3 separate regions of the Mus musculus genome follow, and regions 1 and 2 are each linked to region 3. A link is a contact called in public HiChIP or PLAC-seq and promoter capture Hi-C data. All regions are on one chromosome and are shown on one strand. The core of a region is the stretch at or near the end of the contact, and the rest is flanking DNA. Distances in the headings are between cores, read along the strand shown. Region 1 has its middle 72 kb from the start of Gm46977. Region 2 holds the start of 2810454H06Rik (RIKEN cDNA 2810454H06 gene). Region 3 overlaps Bcl2l14 (BCL2-like 14 (apoptosis facilitator)).

Region 1 (2,700 bases), core at 36-2,535, 460 kb after region 3:
TTGCACCTAGAGCCAGGAAGTAGAGATGAATGCTGGTGTCCAGTGGCTTCTTTCCTTTGTATTCAGCCTGGGTCTCAGCCTATGGGATGCTGCTGCCCTCATTCAAGGTGAACCTAAGGAAGCTACGTGGCAAGTCCAGGTATCAGTGTTTCCAAGACATCTTATCAGCATGGATGGATTTGACAAATCTAAGGAATCAAAAAAGATCTGGCGTTAACTAGTTTATAACCTTGGGTAGGTATGAGATTACCTACATCGAACAAGCAAATGAAAGCACAGGGCTTCAGCCAGGTATGGAGGACTGTCAACCTTCAGGATAAAAACTTTTAAAATTAAATTTAGTGGCTGGAGAGATGGCTTAGTGGTTAGGAGCACGTGCTGCTCTTCCAGAGGACCTGAGTTCAATTCCCAGTAATCACATGAGGTGGTTCACAGCTACCGGTAACTCCAGCTTCAGGAGAGTCCAACTCCTCTGACCTCTGTGGGGCAACTGTTCTCACAGCAACCAACCTACCTACCTACACACACACACACACACACACACACACACACACACACACACACACACACACAGACACACACACACACACACAGACACAATTTAAAATAATAATCTTACTATTGGTAGTGGTATCATTATTATTGTGTTGCTATTTAATCAGTGTGCATGCAGGTACATGTGTACCATGGTGCATGTGTGTAGGTCAGAGAGCAACTTTTGGGAGTTGGTTCTTTCCTTTTGTCATGGATTCCTAGGATTGAACTCAGAATGTCAGGTTTGCACGGCAAATCTTTTTAAGAGCTAAGCTACCTCATTGGCCTAGGGCAATCATTTAAAAAATACAGTTCCCTCTTGGGGGCTGGAGAAATGATACAGTCTATAAGAGTACATCCTGGGCTTGCAGAGGACCTGTTCCCACATCTGGTGGCTCATGGGTTACAACTGTAACTCCAGTTTCAGGGGATCTGATACCCTCTTCTGACCTCCATGGAACCTGAATACATGTGATATATATCTAGGTAATTGGACATACATAATACATACATGCATAATATACTTAAATAAAAATAAATAGTTCTTCTTCTTTTTTTTTTTTAAAGAAACTGATGTTAAAGATATAGTGGTCCTCCAGCATTAGGGAGGCTAATGATAAATTTGAAATTTGTTGGAATGTTTGGTCAGGGAGTTGCCTTCCTTCAGTACACAGTTAAGTGTAGTCACAGTATGGTTAGCATGCTGGAGTTGAACAGGGTGAGAACAGGAGTTCCTCAGATAAGCATGACAATGAAGGGTGTCACCAGCTCTAGAGGATGCTAATTTCTTTGATTCTGGTCCCATTCTTATGAGCTCCCATGATCTCGGCTCCTATTCTTCTCCTGAGAATGTGGCTCTGATTCAAGTACGATTGTTCGCCGAGATACGTCTTGATAGTTTCTACATATGCAGTAAATATTTATTGAGCCCTTAATATATGTCAGACATTGGGTGTGGTGCTGGAAATAAGACAACGCTGCTGCCCTCAAAGAACCCATATTCTACACAAATTGCCACTCGTGCATCAACTGAGCATTGCCAACTGTTGTTATTTCATTAGCAGAGACCTTGCCAGGCGTGAGTAGGAAGAGTTGACCCCCTCTCATTCTGACAAGTCAAACAGAAGGCTTGTATGTGGCATTCTGTGTGCTCGGATAAGCAAGGCATGAGGACTCTGACCATCTCAAACACAATAAAAAGTCATTAGTGCAACCCAGGGCCTCACTAACATCCTGGCTCATTTTGTCTCTTCTTTTTTTTTTATCATCTTAATTATTATTAAGTAAAGAGTATAAGCAAGCAAACAAACAAACACGTACTATTATACTAGAACTTTTTCCAGGAGAACCGGTCAAATGAGCTGTTTCGTGTTTGTTTGAGAGGAGTCACGCACGCTAGCTGGCCTGAAACTGAGTACCAGGGTTGCCTCTCATGTCCTGGGATCAAAGGCCATCACTTCTGGCTGAAATAAACTGGTTTTAAATTTCAATCAGCTCAAACAATTAAAATTACCCAAAGATCAATTGTTTATTTCCAAATGCAAAATGCCTTCCTGGTGAATACTGACTTCTTTAAAACCCTGTATTTCAGCTGTTACTGTAACTATGGTCAGTCTTCAATTCTCTTTTTAAATTAGCATGCGTGTGTGTTGTCAGTGTTATCTGAATCTAATAAACTTCTGAAAGTCTCTAAAATAGAAAGACTTTAACCAATCTTCACTGAAATCAGCCCGAAATATATGCTCCTTCGGGGAATTATAAATTCAAGGGCAGCCTGGGAAACGGAAAACCTTGTCTCAAAATAAAAGTGAAAACTTTTTTGTTTGTTTGTTTTTGAGGACTGGAGATAAAGGTCAGAGGTAGAACACTGGCCCAGTGTGTAAGGCCCTAAATTCAGTTCTCGGTACTGCAACACAAAACGAACAAGTCAAATTCAAAGCTAAATTGAGAGTTTATCTTTCTCCTGTCAGAACGGCAGTCAGTCCTTAAGAAAATAAGTAAGAAAAGTGCTGGTGAAGATGTTGAGAAGAGGAAGCCCTCATCCCCCGCCAGCGGGAATTTCTTTGACACTAGGTCAACCGCTGTTCTTTTGGAATAAAGCCAACTTGATCACCGTGAGTGATCTTGGGATGAGCTTCAGTTTGTCTTGCAAGTATTTTATTAAAA
Region 2 (2,700 bases), core at 61-2,560, 470 kb before region 3:
ATTATATTGAACATAAAAAAAAAAATCCGAGGTGAGATGATAGCTTCTCTTGAGACAAATGTTGGAAGCATGACAAGTCTTCAAGTTCTGACCTCTTCTGTTCACATACATACATTTCCCCCTTCTTACTGGTTAAAATCTCACTTTTTCTGGTAGAAAAATGTTACAAATCTAAAGACTTCAATCTCACCGGTCAAAAAATAGGGTCTAATAAAATTGCCAAATAAATTCCATTGTTTTGAAAACTAGAAAAATGCTCAGGCTTAGCTAAGTTGCCAGTTATTAATTTTTTTTGAACGTACTGGAATCTATCAATAGAAATTCCTTCACAAATCAGTTTGCCTCTACTTGCAAATGGATAACCATATCTAAAATAATCTATGCTTATCAGATAATATTTTATGAGCACTGTCTGAGTCTATTTAGAGCGGACTTTGAAGGGACATTCAGACTCTTATGAACTAACTGGCTTCTGCTTTAAAGGGCTACTGCTTCTAGTGTCAGCTCTTTCTAGTTTCAAAATTTGCATGGCCGCCTTTCTGAGTCGCCTTCAAGAACAGTCTTAGCCCAGTCAGGAATTGCTCGAACTCCGGCGGCCTTAGGGTCAGGCTTATTTGCATCTTTGCTAAACAAAGTCCATCCTTTGAGGCGTCAGCGCCGCCGGTCTTCGCTCTCACGCTCCGCTGCTCACTTCAGCGACGGTGGCGTGCACAGCACCTGGGTCATCTGTGCTCACGATCCTGCCGCGACACCGACTCTGGGCGTTGTGGTTCTCATTTCAGGGCTCCGAGATTCCCACGGCACACTCGGCTGCTCGCTCCCTAGTCCCGGGACTAGGAGGCGCGGTTTTCCCGGAGAAATCCACGTCAGCCGCGCAGGCGCAGGCGCAGGATCTGGGCGGAGGGAAGGGGCCTGCGCTCGGCCCGCGGTAAACAAGCACTGCGCAGGCGCCGTGCGCCAAGGTGATTTTTTTTTTGTTTTGTTTTTTGTTTTTTGGTTTGCATAGCATCATAAAAAAGGGGGAAGGCCAAAGCAAACCCTAGCATCTTAAGACGATCGACGGTGTGGCTTCTGCTACTCTCACTCTGAGGCACCGGCTGCGCGACCATGGCAGCCATAACTCTTCCACAGAGCTGCCGGCCTTGAGCTCTTTCGCTCACTGTCTACACTGAGGCTGAGAGGACAGAGAAAAGACAGAGAAAAAAAAGAAGAAAGAAAGAAGATTTAAAGGAGAGGTGGTGGGCGGTTCCCACAACGCCACCGTAAAGACCTCTGTGCCTCTTTCCCCAGACAACGCGAGATCCTGTGCCAGCCGGGACTCCGCCCCCGCCCCGCCCGTGGCTGTGTGCGCATGCGCTGGGCTTTTTGGCGCGCAAACCGTTCAGAACTTCCTGCTTGGTCACAGGTGGCCCCGTCGGCCCCCGAGGGATGTCAGTCAGGTCGGAGCCGGGGATTCACGCCCACTGCGGCACGTCCTTAGGGATTTTTCGGTCAAAATTCCACTTGACTGTAACTCGCCCCCCCCATTCTTCTGTTCTCGTATGGGTCATGAGGTCTCCGCGAATCCAAGAGTCAGAGTGGGAAGAGAACCCCTCGCGGTTTTTAAAAGATGTTGCGATTTCGTTGTGTGGCACGCGAGCTAACTGGCATAAAAGGATAAATCTGGGGAACGAACGGGACTTCCCCCCCCCCACCCCCGAAGATTCTGAGAGGCTGTGAATGTGGACCGGGCTAACACAGTGATATGAAGATGAGAAGTTTTAAAAATGGAAGGAGCCAATGAAGGCTTGAGAGATGAGGCTAGGAGGAATTAGAGCAGTAGAGGAAGTTTAGCTTAAAATATTTACGCATATTTATAAGCAAGTAGGCAGCAGTGCCGCATATTTAGTCTACGATAGCGAAGTGAAATGGGGATGTCTTTGAGTGCAACAGAAACATTTTTTAAAGTTGTCGCAGGCAAGAGCTGAGGTTGGGGCGGGGTAAAACAGATAATCTGGAGTCTTAGGATGTTGCAAGTGTGGACCGCTCTGACTGATTTGGCCTCTTTTCTCTCTCAGGGGACGTGGAACACCTGCACAAACTGGATTTTTGCCCTATCACGACTCTGAGGTACCATCCGGCAACTGAAGTGTCCTCTTTCCAATAGAATGCCTGGCCTCTCCCACCAACTTCACGGTTCAGCCGGAATGAAATTTGGCTAACAAGTCACTCAGATGAGTCACTGGCTCATTACAAGATTATAGATTTCTAATCTATAGCCTTCCAGTTGTGTAGATCTTAGGATTCACTCTAATATTGGGAGCAGTGCTATATAGTACAGACAGTATTGTCATTTTTACTGTCCCTGGAGATTGTTTGCAGGACCTTGCACAAGTCCCGCAATGCATGATGCTCAAGTCCCCTGCGTAATGAGGTATACTATTTGCATATGACCCTTGTACATCTTTCTGTAAAGTTTAAACAATCTCTAGATTATTTGTGATATGTACATCGATGTAAATGCTATGTAAATAGCTCCTGTACTATATTGTATAGGGAGTAATGGCAAGAAAAGCATTCAGTACAGATGCAAATTTATCTTCTCTATTTTTATATCTGCTTTTGGCTGAATGTGAGGATGTGAAACCCATGGATGTGGGGGGTTGACTCCTCTCTCTCTCTCTCTTTCTCTCTCTCTCTCTCTCTCTCTCTCTCTCTCTC
Region 3 (2,700 bases), core at 55-2,554:
AAAGTGTTCAGTAGTCTGATACTCCTTGCTTTTATAGTCACAAATTTCCCCTTAAGTTTAATAGAAAACATTCAAGTAATGCTTATAGGTAAACAAGGCTTCATACACACGACCACATCTGTCACCTCAGCACTCAGGAGTCCAGGGCTGCAAGGTCGTGAGTGTCAGACCAGCACAGACTACAGATAGCTCAGAAAAGTGTGTAACATACAACTCATCTTTCCTGAATTTGTAAGCCAGGAAGGGATGTACTGTGTGTTTCCACTCAAGGAAGGAAGATTTACACGGCATAGACTCAAGTTATAGCCACCCAGAAACAATGCAGCTTTGTATCCGCTTGGGGAAGGCGGGGTAGAGCAGGCAGGTACTTGGCTGACTTGTTGGGTAGTCACTGGTGTTCCACCAATCAGCTCACTGTAGGAACTTGAAGTGGTTCTGTGTTTGGTCCCAAGTGGAGTAGCTGAGTGTAATCATACTGTATTTGGAGAAGAGCATTCATTCACAGTAATTAATGATGGGGGTGGGTCAAGAGGTAGGGGTTAGTCTTGGCTACATAGCGAGGTCCTATCTCAAATAAGTAGTAAATAAACCCATACATACATACATATATGTATATTTGTATATATATATATATATATACACACATATCCAAATAATCTAGAATAATCTAGAAAGAAAGCCATCTCTGCCTTTCTCTTTTCTTTCTACTTGAATGGAGATATGATATCTAGAATCTCCACAGCCCTGTAGAATATGTTCTTCAGAACATCCAACATATAATTAGATATGCATAAAACTATGTATTATGGGAGCTGGAGAGATGGCTCAGCACTGGCTGCTCTTCCAGAAGTCCTGAGTTCAATTCCCAGCAACCACATAGTGGCTCACAACCATCTGTAATGGGATCCAATGCCCTCTTCTGGTGTGTCTGAAGACAGTGACAGTGTACTCATACATAAATAAATCTTAAAACAAAAACCTCTCTGTATTATGGTTATATACATTGTAATATATGGTTATTAAGCCTAAGATACAATTTAGCCAATAAACCCACTCTCTCAAATTTAGTTTTTATTCTTAATCTCATCTGAAATTTATTTTTCTTCTTTCTAAAAGGGGAGGAGATGATGTGAGTGATTTCTTTTGAAAAGTTAGGAGGGAAAGCCAAACAATACTTTTGTCATTTCCTCTAGGAAATGCGGAAGGAAGGCTGTGGAAACTTCCTGTCTCTGTGCAGGCCACAGTGACCCCTAAAGCCAGGTCATTGGGGCCTCCAGCTCTGATCCACAGTTGCTGACGCATGCGTGGGAAGACAGGGCAGGAGAGGAGGGCGGAACCCCTCTTGCTGTGGCCTCAGCCACCCGTGCATTTAGAAGCAGATGAACAAATCTGAGAAGATGGCTTCGTGTGGTTCAGGCAGTGTGTCCGCCACAAAGTCTCACTGCCTCTTGAGTGATGGGTTCTGCGTATTCTTAGGAGCCTGCATCCTCGCAGTCTAACTGAAGAAGTTCCCTTGGTCACAGGCTGGTTTGGAGCCATCCATGTCCATGCAGGGCTGATTCCAACTTAGAATGATCACAGCCCTTTAAAACTGAGCCGTTACTGCCATCTGCTGACTAACTATGGACAAGTTTCCTAGGCCCAACAAACCTGGCAGGAAGGGGCTCTGCTGAGGTGGGAGTGGGTGGGATGGCGGGAGAAGCGTCTGCTGAGGTAAAGGGCACTTCAGTGGTGGTAAAGTGGGTGGAGGTAAAGCCCTCAGTGATAGTACAATTTCTTTTTTCCTAACAAGGGAAGACTTTATCAGTTTTTTTAAAAAAAGAATAGTTTACATTTTTTGAAAAACTTCCCTTTTTAAAAGATTGTCTGCACGCATACCAGAAGATGGCATCGGATCCCATGGGACTATAGTTACACACTTTGTGAGCTAGCACATGGGTGCTGGGATTTGAACTCAGGACCTCTGGAAGAGCAGCAGTGCTCTTAACTGCTGAGCCATCTCTCCAGCCCGGTGGCTTATGTTCTGAAAAGTATTTTGTTTCTTTTCAGTTTTCCAAGACAATCTTACAGTATAACCCTAAGCTGGCCTCCAACTTGTTAAGTACCCCAGGCTAGCCTAGAACTGGCCATGCTTTTCTTTCTGAATGCTGAGGACGGCAGGTATGAGCCAGTGTGTTCAACTGAAAACCTATCTGCTTCTATCTCTTTGCCTGAGTGTCTTTCTTTCCTTCTTTCCTTCCTACCTTCCTTCCTTTATTCTTTCCCTCCCTCCCTCCCTCCCTTCTTCCTTCCCTCTTCATCCCTGTTACTCCTCTCATGCCTCTTCCCACTGCCCCCTCTCTTTTCTCTTCTCTCCCTTCTCCTTCCTTCCCTTTCTCTTTCTCCCTCTTTCCATTGTTTGTTTATTTGTTGTTTAAGACAGGGTCTCATGTAGCCCAGGTTGGCATTCATCTCACTATATAGCCAAGGCTGGCCATGAACCCTTGAAAGTCCTGCCTCCATCATCTGGCTCTTCTCTTTGGTCTTTCCATCAACCGGAAGAAGTAGGAGAGGGTGTGACTCTCCAGTATATGGGTGTAAACACAGTACCCAGGCTCCCCAGAGGTGAACTGGCCCAGGAAGAGGCAAAGCCTCTGCCCTGGCTAAGGTGCCTTCTCTCTCAAAGCAAGCTTCTTTACCATCACAGAGCCAGAAAACCCC

Evidence for each region. Promoter capture Hi-C pulls out the DNA fragments that hold promoters and counts their contacts. HiChIP or PLAC-seq counts read pairs in DNA pulled down with a chosen protein or histone mark.
Region 1: an H3K27ac HiChIP or PLAC-seq map of embryonic stem cells shows a contact between it and region 3, with 9 times the contacts expected there. The contact joins two enhancer-like sites. A contact is called at or near these places in 1 of 15 datasets of contacts at CTCF or cohesin (stem cell-derived epiblast-like cells), 3 of 484 Hi-C or Micro-C datasets (the N1E-115 cell line, bone marrow-derived macrophages and embryonic stem cells), 12 of 115 datasets of contacts at active chromatin or transcription factors (the 230-238 cell line, T-cell acute lymphoblastic leukemia, embryonic basal ganglia and 3 more) and 3 of 9 other capture datasets (adipose tissue, embryonic stem cells and liver).
Region 2: a promoter capture Hi-C map of liver shows a contact between it and region 3, with 2.6 times the contacts expected there. The contact joins the promoter of 2810454H06Rik here to the enhancer-like site in region 3. A contact is called at or near these places in 4 of 39 promoter capture datasets (the 3T3-L1 cell line, embryonic stem cells, frontonasal cranial neural crest and 1 more), 1 of 484 Hi-C or Micro-C datasets (muscle stem cells) and 8 of 115 datasets of contacts at active chromatin or transcription factors (the 230-238 cell line, the NIH/3T3 cell line, astrocytes and 5 more).

The regions. Positions count from the first base shown.
Region 1 is chr6:133,962,091-133,964,790 of GRCm38.p6, reverse strand. No RefSeq gene overlaps it. Among named protein-coding and RNA genes, the nearest start is that of Gm46977, 72 kb to the left of the region's middle. Within about 2 kb of position 1,285, at least 9 of the 459 cell types and tissues checked have an H3K27ac peak or open chromatin away from gene starts, as enhancers often do. A contact at or near this core is called in embryonic stem cells and liver, where this site is marked.
Region 2 is chr6:134,896,571-134,899,270 of GRCm38.p6, reverse strand. It overlaps 2810454H06Rik (RIKEN cDNA 2810454H06 gene), which reads right to left and starts at 1,310. Exons shown (of 1, transcript NR_029441.1): 1 at 1-1,310. Gpr19 (G protein-coupled receptor 19) reads left to right here and starts at 1,077. Exons shown (of 4, transcript NM_001362050.1): 1 at 1,077-1,439; 2 at 2,058-2,109. RefSeq lists a cis regulatory region at 1,130-1,665.
Region 3 is chr6:134,424,230-134,426,929 of GRCm38.p6, reverse strand. The region is part of intron 3 of Bcl2l14 (BCL2-like 14 (apoptosis facilitator)); the gene reads right to left. Among named protein-coding and RNA genes, the nearest start is that of 4933406J09Rik, 22 kb to the right of the region's middle. Within about 2 kb of position 1,304, at least 39 of the 459 cell types and tissues checked have an H3K27ac peak or open chromatin away from gene starts, as enhancers often do. A contact at or near this core is called in embryonic stem cells and liver, where this site is marked.